Regions from separate parts of the Mus musculus genome. Here region 2 is linked to region 1. A link is a contact called in public Hi-C data. All regions are on one chromosome and are shown on one strand. The core of a region is the stretch at or near the end of the contact, and the rest is flanking DNA. Distances in the headings are between cores, read along the strand shown.

Region 1 (6,784 bases), core at 2,640-5,139:
GTTCATGCAACAGAATACCATATAGCTTTTTAAGGGGTGGAAACTAAGTTAATCTATACTCACTGATTTGAGACAGCTATGAAAAAGCAAGGTACAAGAAGAGAAGACAGTATGTATTGTGAACACAGGAGTGGGAAGAGAAAGAGTGAAGGTGAGGGGAGAGAAAAGCAGAAAAGTTAATTAAATTAAATGAGAGATGAAGAAGGGGACCTGCACGGTGGCTGTCAGGATTATGTTGTGACTACAGTTACAAAACAATGATTTTATTCCAGCGTTTGTATGTTCTGTACAGTATATAGACGTTATCAACAAAAGAAATTAAATGTAGTCTAATTGGAGTTTTGAAAACCAGTTCTAGCTCTCCCCTACCCTGCTCTGTACAAACTGAAGAATCTGAAAGGCTTTCAAGCCTGGATAGTCCATTGCTTGCTTAGTCCCTAGCTTGCTATGCAGCATAGTAGAGAAAATGAGAAATGTCCCTAATTCCTCCTTTGGAACACTGTCCTCAGGTGGAAGGGAAGGAAGGACAGCCCTCCCAGAGACCTCCATTCACTTGAGAAACCTGACTCTTCACTACTACCACAGAAAAGGAATGTCTTTCTTTATATAGTCCTCATTCTTGCCCTGTCCCCATACACTTTGTGTGTGCAACATTTACCTAGTAGATCAAAGATGGCTAAAGATTCGGCAACACTCCTTTCCTTAGGAGACAGGATCTGCTTTATTACTTTTGGTTGGTTGGTTGGTTTGGTTTTGGTTTGGTTTTGTTTTGGGTTTTTTTGTTTGTTTGTTTGTTTTGTTTTGTTTTTTTGTTTTTTTGAGACAGGATTTCTCTGTTACTTGTAGATCAAGCTGGCCTTGAAAGCAGAGATTCACCTGCCTCTGCCTCCCAAGTGCTGGGATTAAAGGCATGTATCACCAGCTATTTTATTACATTCTTATTCTGAGCTGCCATGCAATGAATTTGACCACAGAAGTGCAACGGAATTGATACGTTGTCAGTTCTGAGCTTAGACTTTCAGAGACCTGGCCAAATTCTGAGTAAGGCACTGTGTAAAATCCTAATGGTCTTTCTAGAGAAAACCTGTAGAACGGTTCTGGAGAAAGAAAACAGGTCTGAAGTCTATATCCTGCTACATAAGACCCAGTCCCATGAGTGGACCCATTGTAGACCCTTCAGTACACACTAGACCACTAAGTCACTGTGGTTAAATTGCCCAGCTCAGCACTGGCTCAAATTTCTGACCCACAAACATATGGCACATACTTAAAAAGTAATGACACTGACAGTGTGTTTGGGGGTAGAATGCCACACGATGATTCATAGCCTACACACCACAGCATCAATATTAAACATACTGACACCTCCAGACCTCACTCAGACTTCAATCTAAATTACCTAACATTAATGAAACCACGGGCTTTTCCACCTATGCCCTCAAATAACAACTCAGAGGCCTCTTTATGTACTATGCATAGGGCTTAAGCTTGGGCTGTTCCCAGTCCAACTTATAACTTAATTAACCAGTGTAAACTATTGTATAGCTGCCATTCCTTCCAGTCCAGGTTGAATCTCCTGCTTCTAACTATCTCCCAGACTTTCCCCTCTCTCTGTCAAATGTCCCACCTTCTAATCCTGCTTCAGCTCATTGGCCATCAGCTCTTTATTGACAGGTGATGCCTCCACACAGTGCACGAGAGATTATCCCTAAAGAGTAACAATACAGCTACTCCAGTGACCAGCAGCCATGGTTCCTTCGAGGAAGGTAAAGTCCAAGTTAGGACAACAGAACTCCTCCAGCAGTTGCCTCCCAAGCTACCAGATAAAAGTCCCCACAAACAAAGCCAAGACCACTCCTTGCCTACAAAGTCTCGGGGTTCATGGCCTAGAGCTTGCTAGCCCACATGATGGTAATCCACCAAAGGGTCCTTTGGCTGGCCCCATTTGCTCCAACACTCTACCCATGTCCACCCAATACACCGTGTCCACTGATATGACGATCATCTCACAGGCTCTCACATAGTTGTCCTCAGGACGTAGGCTGACATCTAGACCCTCTAGCATAGCCCTTGCCTTCTGAGGCTGGGATTACAAGAAGACCCGAGTCTTGAAAAGAAAGATTCCTGGATTTAACTTCCCTCAACCCACAACGACTGGCAGTTCCCACCCACTGACGCCCACATGCCTGTTCTCGCTCACCCATAGGGTTGCCAAGGCCTGAAGAAGGCGGCACTGGCAGAAATCATAATTATGGATTTCATAGCATACTTCAGCTTCTTGAGAACACGTTCTCCCTTATCATATGCAAATCTATTGTTTGACTTTGAAACATCCCACTAACTCTCAAACACGCTGTTGGAAAGTCATCAGCCACAAAAAAAAAAAAAAAAAAAAAGTAAGAAAATCTCCCGTCTGAATTATACACGTGGCCTTGGGATTCAGGAAAGGATATCTTGGGGTTTTAGTAAGACTGGAAGATTCAAAACATATCATGAAGAGGGACAGTGAGGTCATCAAACACAGTTCAGTCAGCAAGGACCAGACTGTGACAAGACAAGCTTGGCAGAGAAGCTTGGAGCAGCAAAAAAAGGAGAGATGCAAAGATGGTCCCAACCATCCTGAGCTCTCTCTTCCACGAGAGGAAATTCGTAGACCTTCATCACTGTTGATCTAGACAAAAAGACAGAGTCGAGCTGACTGTGTGAATACTGTAACAGATGTGTGCTTCTGGACACTGTAGGGAAGGCAGGTGTTGTTTGGAGGGATGGCTTTCTCCTTGAAAGATAAAGAAACCAAAGGACTAAGCAATCATCTAAGACATTTTTATAACTTGTTACTACGAATCAAATATTTACAGACAAACTATTGCCATGGTATTCTTGGATCAGGTATATGCTGACCAAGCAAGGGCAGTGGAGAGGGAAGAGGAGAGGAGAGCCAAGCCACCCAGGTTATCTGTCTGGCTGCTTGCACTGGTCCAGTGTGTCTAAGAATCCCACAAACCTATCCATCCCCTCTGCTGTGTTCACCTGACCTTTCTTCTATTTCTTTTTCCCTTTCTCCATTACCCCAAGGAAATAATCTAACCACTCCAGCTTCCTTTGCATGCAAAATGTAACTGTTCCTTTTACTTCTTTCAGATAAAGGCAGGCTCTGGGAGGGAGAAGGAAAAAAAAAAAAAAAGAGCTCCCGGCTTCTTCAAATTAGCTCTGAAATAAAAGTCACTGCCAGATGTTATATAAAAGGTGACGTAATCCTAAACTACTTCATTACATATGCAGCTCGGCTCTCCAGCCCAGGGGGAGTTTATTACATTTTGTCGATTCCATTTTCTATACCCACATCATTTTTACATAATTTTTCCTGCCTGACAGGCAGCTTCACATTTTCACAGCAACCCATCAAGATAGCGTTACAAGAGCGCAGGGAACCAGGTTAGCAGTTTACAAATAACGGCGCTAACGAGTCAGATTTGTCCCCGAGATACAAATCAGGGGTAAATGGTCCATCCATGCGTGAGAGAAGCACATCTATTTTAGAATAATAGAGAGGAAACAGAGCACTTTTCAGCCGGCACTGTATTCTTTCAGAGCGTGTACTAAATCTATCGCAAAAGTAGGGAAATAGAGATGTGCCCATCTAAAGTTCTTCTTGCCTTTCCCTTCGATGTCCTAATAAATTCCTGGCTCGAAACGAAATAGATAGCCATAGAACATGCACTAAGATCAAAGTTACTGCCTTTTCATATTCGCACAAAATTTAGAAGAGGACACGCCATTTGTGCCAGTGAAATATCTAACTACTGAGATGCTTCAAGTGCAAACATTGCGAGACACTTCCTCCCACTCTCCAAGTGCTAAGAAGCATCCTTCGCCCCCTCCTTCCTCGGCTCTCGCGGCTGCACTGCCCTCTAATGGCGAATTGTGGCAGTGCAGGCTGAGCCCTCGCTCCTTGAGAACTAAGGATTGGAGAGGCATTTGCAGGAAGTTCTTAGTTCTGGTGAATTTACTAATTCCTCGAGGAATAAGAAGGTTCCTGGGACTCCCACTCCCAAGAGGTGGTGCTTACCTGAGCCAGCGAGGTAACTTAAGGGGTAAATACACTTGCCACCAAGGCTAGTGACGTGAGTTCCATCCCTTGGACTCACATAGTAAAAGGAGAAAATCAACTCCTACAAGTTGTCCTCTGACCCCCACATTTGGGCTGTGATGCATGCCCTTTACAGACTCACGATCGATAAATAAGATGTAATATGTTTTTCTAAAAGATTGATCTTTCCAAAGTTTCATCTCTCTAGGTTTCAGTTTTGAAGAAAAATTTGGTAAAATGAACCTTATTGTTTTTCCAGTTTGTGCAAACAAAATAATGGACACTTTTATCCTTTTATAAGAGTAGGATGTGAATGTGGCATAAGGGGAGATAGGAAAGTTGTAGGAACCGACTGTACTCAACCCTTCCTCAGGCCTAGGGAACAGAGAAATTAACAATCACCCCCCCCCCAAATAAAATGTGTCTAAGCTCAAACTTTGTCTCCAAAATCAACATATTCCTATTCCTATAAATGATTTCATATATCAATAATTCTTTTCTTTTTTTCTTTATTTTAGCTTTGTGTAACAATGTTTTTTTATTTTATATGTATGGATATTTTGCTTGCATGCATGTCTGTAGTGGCTATTCCTGGTTGTCAACTTGACTATATTTGGAATGAACTACAATCCAGAATTGGAAGGCTCACCAGTGACCCTTATCTGAAGGCTGGGAGATAGAAGTTTCTGGTCTGGATCTTGGTATGGAGATCTTGAGGCATAGTGGCTATGGATTCCAGAAGATTAAGACAGGGAGATCTCCGAGTTCAAGGTCTTCTGGGATTAAAGATGTGGTGGCACACACCTTTAATCTGAGCTACACCTTCTACTGGAGACCATATAAGGACATTGAAAGAAGGGAGTCTCACTCTCATTCTTTCGCCTGCTTGTCGTGTGGGACTGAGTAACTGCTAGATCCTTGCACTTCCATTCACAGCTACTACTGAACCATTGTTGGGAATCGGACTGCAGACTGTAAGTCATCAGTAAATTCCTTTACTATATAGAGACTCTCCATAAGCTCTGTGACTCTAGAGAACCCTGACTAGACAATGTCTGTGCACCATTTGTGTGCCTGGTGATAGCAGAGACCAGAAAAGGGTGTGGTATCTCCTAGAAGTGAAACTGTAAATGTTTGTGAACCACTATGTGGGTGCTGGGAATCAAACCTGAGTCCTCTAGAATAGCAACCAATGCGCTGAACGACTGAGCCATCATCTCTCCAGTCCCTTATTTTAGCATCTTAATTATATGTAAGGGGGGAGGTGTTTGTAAACATGGTTTCCTGAGGAGGCCAGAACACATTAGATCCTCGGGAGCTGGTGTTAGGTTGTGACCTACCTCACATAAGTTCAGGAACTTAACTCTGGTCCTCTGCAAGAGCAGTATGCACTCTTAACTGCTGAGCCATCTCTCAGTGAGTCCTGAGAATTCTTTTTAAAGCAGCTTTTCATCACAGGGAAGTTATTCATGCACACAGTACATAAGTCATTCCACAATCCTGTTCCCACACACACAGCCCTGGCGATCCCATCTCCTCCTTACCCTTGCAATTCTAAAATGTTTATGTCACTACTCCTGGAGTTCTCCGGTTCAGCATTACGTATTCTGCACCATGGAAGATGACTTCATGCGTGCACAGCCACCTGCACACACACAACCCCGCCACATACAGTCTTCCCAATGGATTGTAATTTTGCTAAGAGGGACCATCAATGTTTATAGGATGATGAATATTAAATTTTGACAGTTCTACCTTGTATTATGCCATGCTCACCTCCCACCCCCTTGCCTAGATAAACTGTTATTCTCCCCGGAAAGGGAGGCAGGGAGTCAGGAAGAAGGCAGGAAAGCAGGAAGGAAGGAAAGGAGGGAAGGAGGAAGTGAGGAAGGGAGGGAGGGAGGGAGGGAGGAAGGGAGGAAGGAAGGAAGGAAGAAAGGAAGGAGGGAGGGAGGGAGGGAGGGAGGGAGGGAGGGAGGGAGGGAGGGAGGGAGGGAAGGAAGGAAGGAAGAGGCAGGCAGGTAGATCCTTTTTCCCACCTTTAGTTTTGCATGTGTTTGTTGCACTAATTTTCTAGGGTTGCCATGGCAAAACTTAGATACATCTGATGACTTAAGCTATCCAGGATTTATTGTTCATAGCTCTGGAGATAAAAAGGCTGAGATTCGGGAATCATCCATCTCTGCTCCCTCTACAGGCCCCTCCTCACCCATTCCTAGTCTCCCCTGTCTCCCAGAAGCCCCTGGTGTTCCTTGGCTTGTTGACTATCACAGGACGTGTAGGGGTGGGGACTAAAAAGGGGGCCTGGAGGAAGAGTGGGAGGAAAGACCCACGTCCCACCAGAGTTCCACCTATGCTCTGGACAGTCAGAATTGGGAGAGCTGCCATATGCTTTCCCCTCAGCCAGCCCCGGGTGGGCATTCAAGCCTCTGACCCACTCTTTGGTGGGGGGTGGGGGGTGGACAAAGGGCAGCCCAACCTGGGAGCCCCGGTGCTACTCCCTAAAGCCCCGGTGTGTGTGGGGGAGGGGGGTTCACACACATCTATATCTGTATGTCTTCACATATCTCTTCTATCTCTCAGCTTCTGCTCTTGCTATTATGATGCATACCATCTTGAGATGATGTCTAACTCAAGTTTTATATAACCTCATCTTAATCTATGTCTCAATCATATCTGCAAAGCCCTATTTGC
Region 2 (6,804 bases), core at 3,542-6,041, 420 kb before region 1:
AATGTACTGGGACAAGAAGTAATCCAAGATTCCCACTGAGGGAAATGACAAGCTTGTGCTACCTGCCAGCAGCCCTGTTGCCAGTGGAATCAAAGGAGGAGACTGTCATTCTCTCTGACTATAGAACCCATGCTTGGCTTCAAAGGCAACATTGCTTGAGTTTCTGTTCTGACTTTGCGGAAGGCCTCTCTGCTACCAGACATTGGCTAATTCTTAGTCCACAGAGGCTATAATGGTGACATAGTGAAACCAATGTGCCAGGAACAGGTCAAAAGGAGGTCACTCTCCTGAGCGGCATCTCTGATGAGAACCTTCATAGCGTTAGACATCTGTGACCCAGCCAAGTAGTGGTGGCCGGGTCATTGCTATATATAGAAATAACAAGGGGTGGGCTGAGGATCTGAGCTTACAGAGCTGGAATTTGATCTTTTAGACTTTGATCACAAGTGAGACAAAACCTGGAAGAGAGTACACCAAATGTCAGGGAACAAAATGGCACTGTTCTCACAGAAACAACAAGAAAGGAAGGAGCTTGGGCTACCTGGGTCCTGAAAGGCTATGTCCTCTACATCCTCTGCCACTAAATTATAATCACCAGGACATTTGTCTTACAAATAAATTATTCATTGTCACTATTATTCCAGGGCCCTCATGAGTATTTGTTCCCCACCTACACCCACGAGTCTCCTTTCAGGCAACTCTTCATGAACTGCTCTCGACTCTGGGATAGATGGCTCGCTTCTGCCTCACAGTGCCCTCAGAGGACTGGATCTCACATATGCACTAAAGGTGAGCTCTCCTGTGCCTGCAAGCTTCTCATCTGTGAGGGTGGAGCTTGTAATGTTGGCTCATCATTGGTGCCCTAGTGATTCGTCGGGTGCACATGTTCGTTTTATGTTTGAATAAATGAGTAAATGCAGGTCTTTGTGTCATCTGTGCTATATTCTCTCCTCCTTCCAAACAGAGCACTGCAACCATACTCCATGCAAATACAAAGGCCCAAGAAGAGGTCCCTAAAAGAACTGATAGAAGGCACCCTCGGCAGGGACCAACAGTGGCTTTTCCTTTTCTTAGGGATAAGTAAAGCAGCCAGGGCCATGTAGGTATAGTCTTAGCTTCCAGTGGAGAAGACAGTGCCCACACAGATCACAATGACTTTAGAAATCCACCTTTTACTGTGATTAGAACCAAAAGAAATAAAGAAGAAGCTCGCAGGTCTAGCTTCCAAAGCCTAACAGAATCAGCTGGTACTCCATACCATGGCCCCAGAGGACCATGGGAGTTGTTCCTATGTACATATTATTGAAGCATCAATTTCGTAGAGATCTGAGCAGGAATTTTAGGCTCTGCATCATGAAGCTATCTTATACCTTTCCTGAACTTTAATTCCGTTTCAACGGGGGTAAGGCAAAATAAAAAAGGAACAGCTGGCATTTTCCTTGATCACTCTGAACAAAACCGGAAATACTTTGTGCTTCTGGGACTAGGGGAAGGGTAAGATGAGCTGCAAAGCCTTAATGGGTCCTTAAACAAACAGGCTGTGCAGCCACAGGGAAAGCGTTGACGAGGCTGTGTCTTCATTATGCCTCCTTTAAAGACCTAGACGATTTTAAAAGAACCACACAAATTCTGTTTTTAACTTGCATAAGAAGCCTGCAGTTAATTTTTATGAGCATATTTTAAACTCCTGCAAAAGAGCTTTGCTAAAAATCCCTGACAGAGCTTCATCAGCAAGCTTTAAGGGGCTCTTAAGAAAATAGACATTTTTATTTCCCTTTGTGCATTTTCCCTGAAAAGCCAGGTCATATTTGGGTAAATAATATTTAAAGGGCAGCAACTCTTGCTTAGTGATCCTCACTTGGAAAAAGCCAGTAGTACAGGGCCGTCCCCTGACTTTAATGTTAGCTACAAACCATCAAAGGCAAGGCTAACAGATCTCTGTTTAAGAGTTTTCTCAGGTTGGGTAAGTACCATTGAAACACATTATAAAACACACCTCCAGCTTCTAGTTGCATCCTCTCTGTCCTGAAAGGTCTGGTCCATCTGTGAGTTTCTGTTACTATTCCTTCAGTTGGTCTAGGTATGTGTGGCAACCTTCATGAACCTGATAGGCTCTGACTTGATCTGTGTTTACATGTAAATTAATCAAATTTAAGAAACAAACAAACAAACAAACAAACAAAAAAACCCTCTGCCATACAATTAATGCACATACCTAAAAGTGAAATCATGGTTTAACTAATTCTAGTCTTTCCTCCAAATATCTATAGGGTACTAAAGTTACCAGGATGGAGCAGGTGTCTCTCCTGACAAGGAATGTCTACCAACTGACAGCATAAGGGAGCTAACCCTACAGGTTAAAGGCAGATGTTTTTTTTTTTTTCTTTTCCTTTCATGTCTTTCTGCAGCCTGAATTCCACCATTCTCTCTCCTCCCAAAAAGTGGAAGGCCCAAAATGTGCCAATGTCCCAACTGCTTCTAAAAAGTTGAACTAGCATGGGCATTTCTACATGCCCCTCACACTCCTGAGATAGAGGGACAGGATGGAGCCAGGCCTAGCAGAGGATAGATTCAAGAGTAGGAATGAGCACAAGCTCAGGCCAAGAGTCTATTGTGGCACCAGGACATAACAACTGGTCATCAGAAAAGTCCCTGGGCTTGGTGCCACAAAAACTCTAAAGTTCAAAGTCCCTACTATCACCTCTAGACCCTACCATTTTCCAGACACTGGACCTTAGCCTTGTCCACCACTGCAAATATACTATATCTGTAAACTGCTTAATATATGGCCAGAATTGAAATGTGTGTGTGTGTGTGTGTGTATACACACACACATATATGTATATAGTATTTCATATATATACTAACCCTACAACAACTATATATATATATATATCCTACAACAAAAGTATCCAATCTTTTTTTCTTGTTCCCCCTGAAGTGTGAGGACCAAATATAAATATATTCTTTTAATCATAATCAAATGTTCTTTTAATCCTATTATTACCAGAATGGAAGGGAAAATTATTTTAGGATTTAAAAAGAAGGAGCTATTGTTAAGTGTCTCTGTAGATCCAAATTTGGAAGCAGGACATGAAGATTTACCAGAACTCAAGATTTCACTACTTCTGTGAAACCAACCATGTAGACTGCAGATGTGTCTGAGGAAGCAGACAGCTTCTTCTGTGGAAGAGCCTACAGAGAGAGAGAGAGAGAGAGAGAGAGAGAGAGAGAGAGAGAGAGAGAGAGAGAGAGAACGCTAAGGATCATGGGAAATGCAGCACCACTCCCCCCTTCAGCCTGAGTGGAAGAAGTGACAGAGCAGAGCAAGCTATCCGCGCACACAAGCTCCATGCCAAGCACATAAAACCCTGTTTATACATTTTCCAAGCTTGTATCTCTCAACAACTGACTCTGTTAGAGTCCTGGAGCCCGAAAATATCTCCTGTACCCTACTCTACCTTCTCACCTGACAGATGAAAAGCCCAAGGTCCAAAGAGATACGGTAACCCCCTCCAAGTGTGTCAGTGTTTGCTTGTCATCCAAAGATAGAACGGGCCAAAACCCAACCATCTGCGTGACACGGCACAGGGAGGCCAGCCAGACCCTGACAGTTTCCTTCCATTTCCTCAGTTTCCTCCTTTCTAAAGCTCATACACTTTGGGGATGGTGATGAGAATCCAAAGAGAAAGAAAGTATTAGCCATGTTGCCTGCCTGGAACATAAACATCTACAATAGGTGTGATTGTTTTTACATCTGTTAATAGCCTAATGGTTTATGGAATTATGACATCAAGAATCAAGATAACTTTAACAATTATTATTTTAATAACAGTATGCCCAGCATTTCTTGACTATATGCCTGCATATCTTACTAGCTGCTTTAAATGCATTATCTCCCTCAACTCTCCCAATTCCACACCTAGAGAAGCCCACAGATTTCTTGATGGTCAATAAAAGATGCTCTTAGGATATGAGTATAGGCCTCACAGTCTCCTGAGTTCCTGCGGTTAAGCCAGATGAAAACTCACTTTGTACAGATGACAGTAAAATAAAGAAAATGAAAATATGTTATTTTATAGAGTAAGGTCCTGGAGTCTTTTTCCAAACTAAAAATATATGAAAGGCTTCATTTTTAAGGGAGGGTATCAATCACTTCACTTAACCAAGTCATGCCGCTATAATAAATGTCACGGGTGAGTGTGAGTTCATTCGGTGTCAGCCTAGTCCCTCCTTTAACAGGGAGCTAGAAGTTAGTCCTGCCATCCTAAGATACAGCTCCGGTTTACACTAAAATTGCCCGGCTTTTCTATTGATTATTTGAGGTACAAAAGCTTGAGAACTGGCCGCTTTTTATTTGATGTGTCCCTTGTATCCATCAAACTTGCTTGAGTGTTACCTGCTACTTAATGTAGGTTGAAACTTCTAAGTCTGACTTCCACAATGGCTGGCAGCATGTCGTCTATTTGAACACTGGTCAATGGTCTTTGAAGATTTTTTTGAGATTTTTTTTTTTTTTACTTATGCACACTGTTAACAAAGTTAATTTTATCTACTCCACCCCTAGAGATAAGATAGAAGTTGGAACATGCAGGAGAGATATTATTTAAGGGTGCTCAGACAACTCTCAAAAAGTCATAACATCAAGGAAAAGGCCTTCGTGTTGCAAAATGTGAGCAGGAGAGGGTGTCTTACATTGTGAAATCTACAAGGATCTCACTTTTCTGGAACTCCCTGACATCTGAGCCCTCATGCTGCTGGAAGCTATCCAAGAGCACCATAAAATCAGGGCTGGTCCTCTCTGAACTGAGTCCAGATCATTTCAAAGTGAGGCAAGGCAGGGAAATAAATATTGAACCTAGTTAAATGTTGCTTGAGATTATGCTTGGCACGGAGAGTCCAGCCTCTGATTTGCTCTTAGGTTACATGGGTTATTTTTTTTTTTAACTCAAATGGGTATGCCAGGGTGGATTCCTTCAATGGCAGCAATTATGTGCAAGCGCAGTTGTATTTCTGCCACATTTAGTGAAATGAAATATAAAGATTTATGAGATGGCATAGGGTGGGTAAGGAGGTGTCCAAAGCCTCCATTTCATTCTCCTTGACTCCACCCTGAATCCCAGGTTCCTGTCCCTTTCCTTCTCCTCTGCTTGCTTAAGCTAACTCCTTTTCTTTTCTTTTCTTTTCTTTTCTTTTCTTTTCTTTTTTCTCTTCTCTTCTCTTCTCTTTTCTCTTTTCTTTTCTTTTCTTTCTTTTCTTTTCTTCCTTCCTTTCTTTCCCTCCTTATTTTCCCTCTCTCCCTTCCTTCGCTCCCTCTTTTCATTCTGAAAACAATGCCTATAAGTTCTGAATGCTCAGTAGGAAGTAAGACTCAAGAGAACCCAAGGAGAAGTTCCAAGCCCTGCACTAAGCCACAGACATTAAAATCTGGGCATTTCTCTTTAGAGCAAATGGCTGAAATGATTAATTGCACCTGAAAAGCAGTGTGGAGCAGAGGGACCAGCACTCATGTGCTATGTATAGACAATCTAGGCCCTGCTGATTCATCATGTGACATTTTCCTTTGGGGGCTGAAGGTGGGTCCAATCTATCAGCACCTCGGGGTGGATGCTACATGTTCTGTGCCTCTCTTATCTCCGGCAAGAGGGAGATACCTCCAAGGTCAAGTTTCACCTCACTCAATACCTTTGGCTTCTTGAAATCCCTAGCCCAGCCAGACATAGAGCAGTATTCTGATCTAAGAGAAGCCGTTAGAGCCAGTCATGCCCACACATATTCCTAACTTGCACTGTCGGATTTCCTGACTCAGAACAATTGATCTAAAGCTACCCATGTTCATTCCCCTTATCTACAAACAAGGGGTATTAACAGTTCCTACCTGAAAATACTGCTTAATTAAGGCAGTTACACAATCCAGTGCTTAAATCAACCCCCTCATAACACACACACAGAGAGAGAGAGAGGGAGGGAGAGAGAGAGAGAACATTAAGTGGTAGAAATTATAAAAAAAAATAATTCCCTAGATGCCAAACCACTTCTCTTTCTGGAAGGCTTGAAAACTCAGAACAGTCACGACCATGGTCCTCTGCAAACCTTGTATACAAGTAAAGGTGGCTCAAATGCACTGGGAGAGGTGACAAATAATTGGAGGGCAGATGTGGAACCCACTAGCCCATCAGGTGAGAGCACCTTACACACAGCTGTTTCCCAGGTTACCATGATGAAAGCTCAGGCTTTTGAGCAGTTTCTACATTTCAAGGTGGGGATGCTGCTCAACTTCTGAGTTTCGGTCTTTTCCACCCAACTCATATCTTGAACACATAGACACAACAGTGTACAAATTAAATCCCATTAGGAAAAAAATCAATGAGGAATATCTGTTTCACAAAGCACCAGACTTAGACTGCTTTGTTTTCAAGAACTATTCGATCCAATGTGAGTCCAGGAACCACAATTTACATGTGTAAAATGGTTTGCAGTTCCCAGGGCACTTCATCCACACACACTATATTACTCAAGCCTTCTCCAGACCTCTGAAAGTCAGTATTGTGATCTCTGTTGTACAGACAAATAGCCAAGGCTCAGGAGGTTTTAAAATAAATCTTATCTCTGGGTCTCATGCCTCCTACCCCCATGGTTGTTATATACTGTTCACCTTTCTCCACCAGTTAGCAATTAAACCCTCAACCCTTACTACCCAGCACACACCCACCCGGTGTGTCTCTTGTTAGAAACACATCCAGTTCATGGGTCTGAAGAGTTAAGTGAGACTTGAGACATGTGTAGTTTTAAAATCTAGTTATG

What was found. Hi-C and Micro-C count contacts between places; a contact is called where the count stands out from the background.
Region 2: a contact with region 1 is called in a Hi-C map of uterus, with 4 times the contacts expected there. The contact joins two enhancer-like sites. A contact is called at or near these places in 9 of 484 Hi-C or Micro-C datasets (the AML12 cell line, the N1E-115 cell line, cerebral cortex and 2 more) and 1 of 115 datasets of contacts at active chromatin or transcription factors (fibro-adipogenic progenitors).

The regions. Positions count from the first base shown.
Region 1 is chr13:100,889,471-100,896,254 of GRCm38.p6, reverse strand. No RefSeq gene overlaps it. Among named protein-coding and RNA genes, the nearest start is that of Gm41040, 29 kb to the right of the region's middle. Within about 2 kb of position 3,889, at least 55 of the 459 cell types and tissues checked have an H3K27ac peak or open chromatin away from gene starts, as enhancers often do. A contact at or near this core is called in uterus, where this site is marked.
Region 2 is chr13:101,310,103-101,316,906 of GRCm38.p6, reverse strand. No RefSeq gene overlaps it. Among named protein-coding and RNA genes, the nearest start is that of Gm36427, 7.6 kb to the right of the region's middle. Within about 2 kb of position 4,791, at least 20 of the 459 cell types and tissues checked have an H3K27ac peak or open chromatin away from gene starts, as enhancers often do. A contact at or near this core is called in uterus, where this site is marked.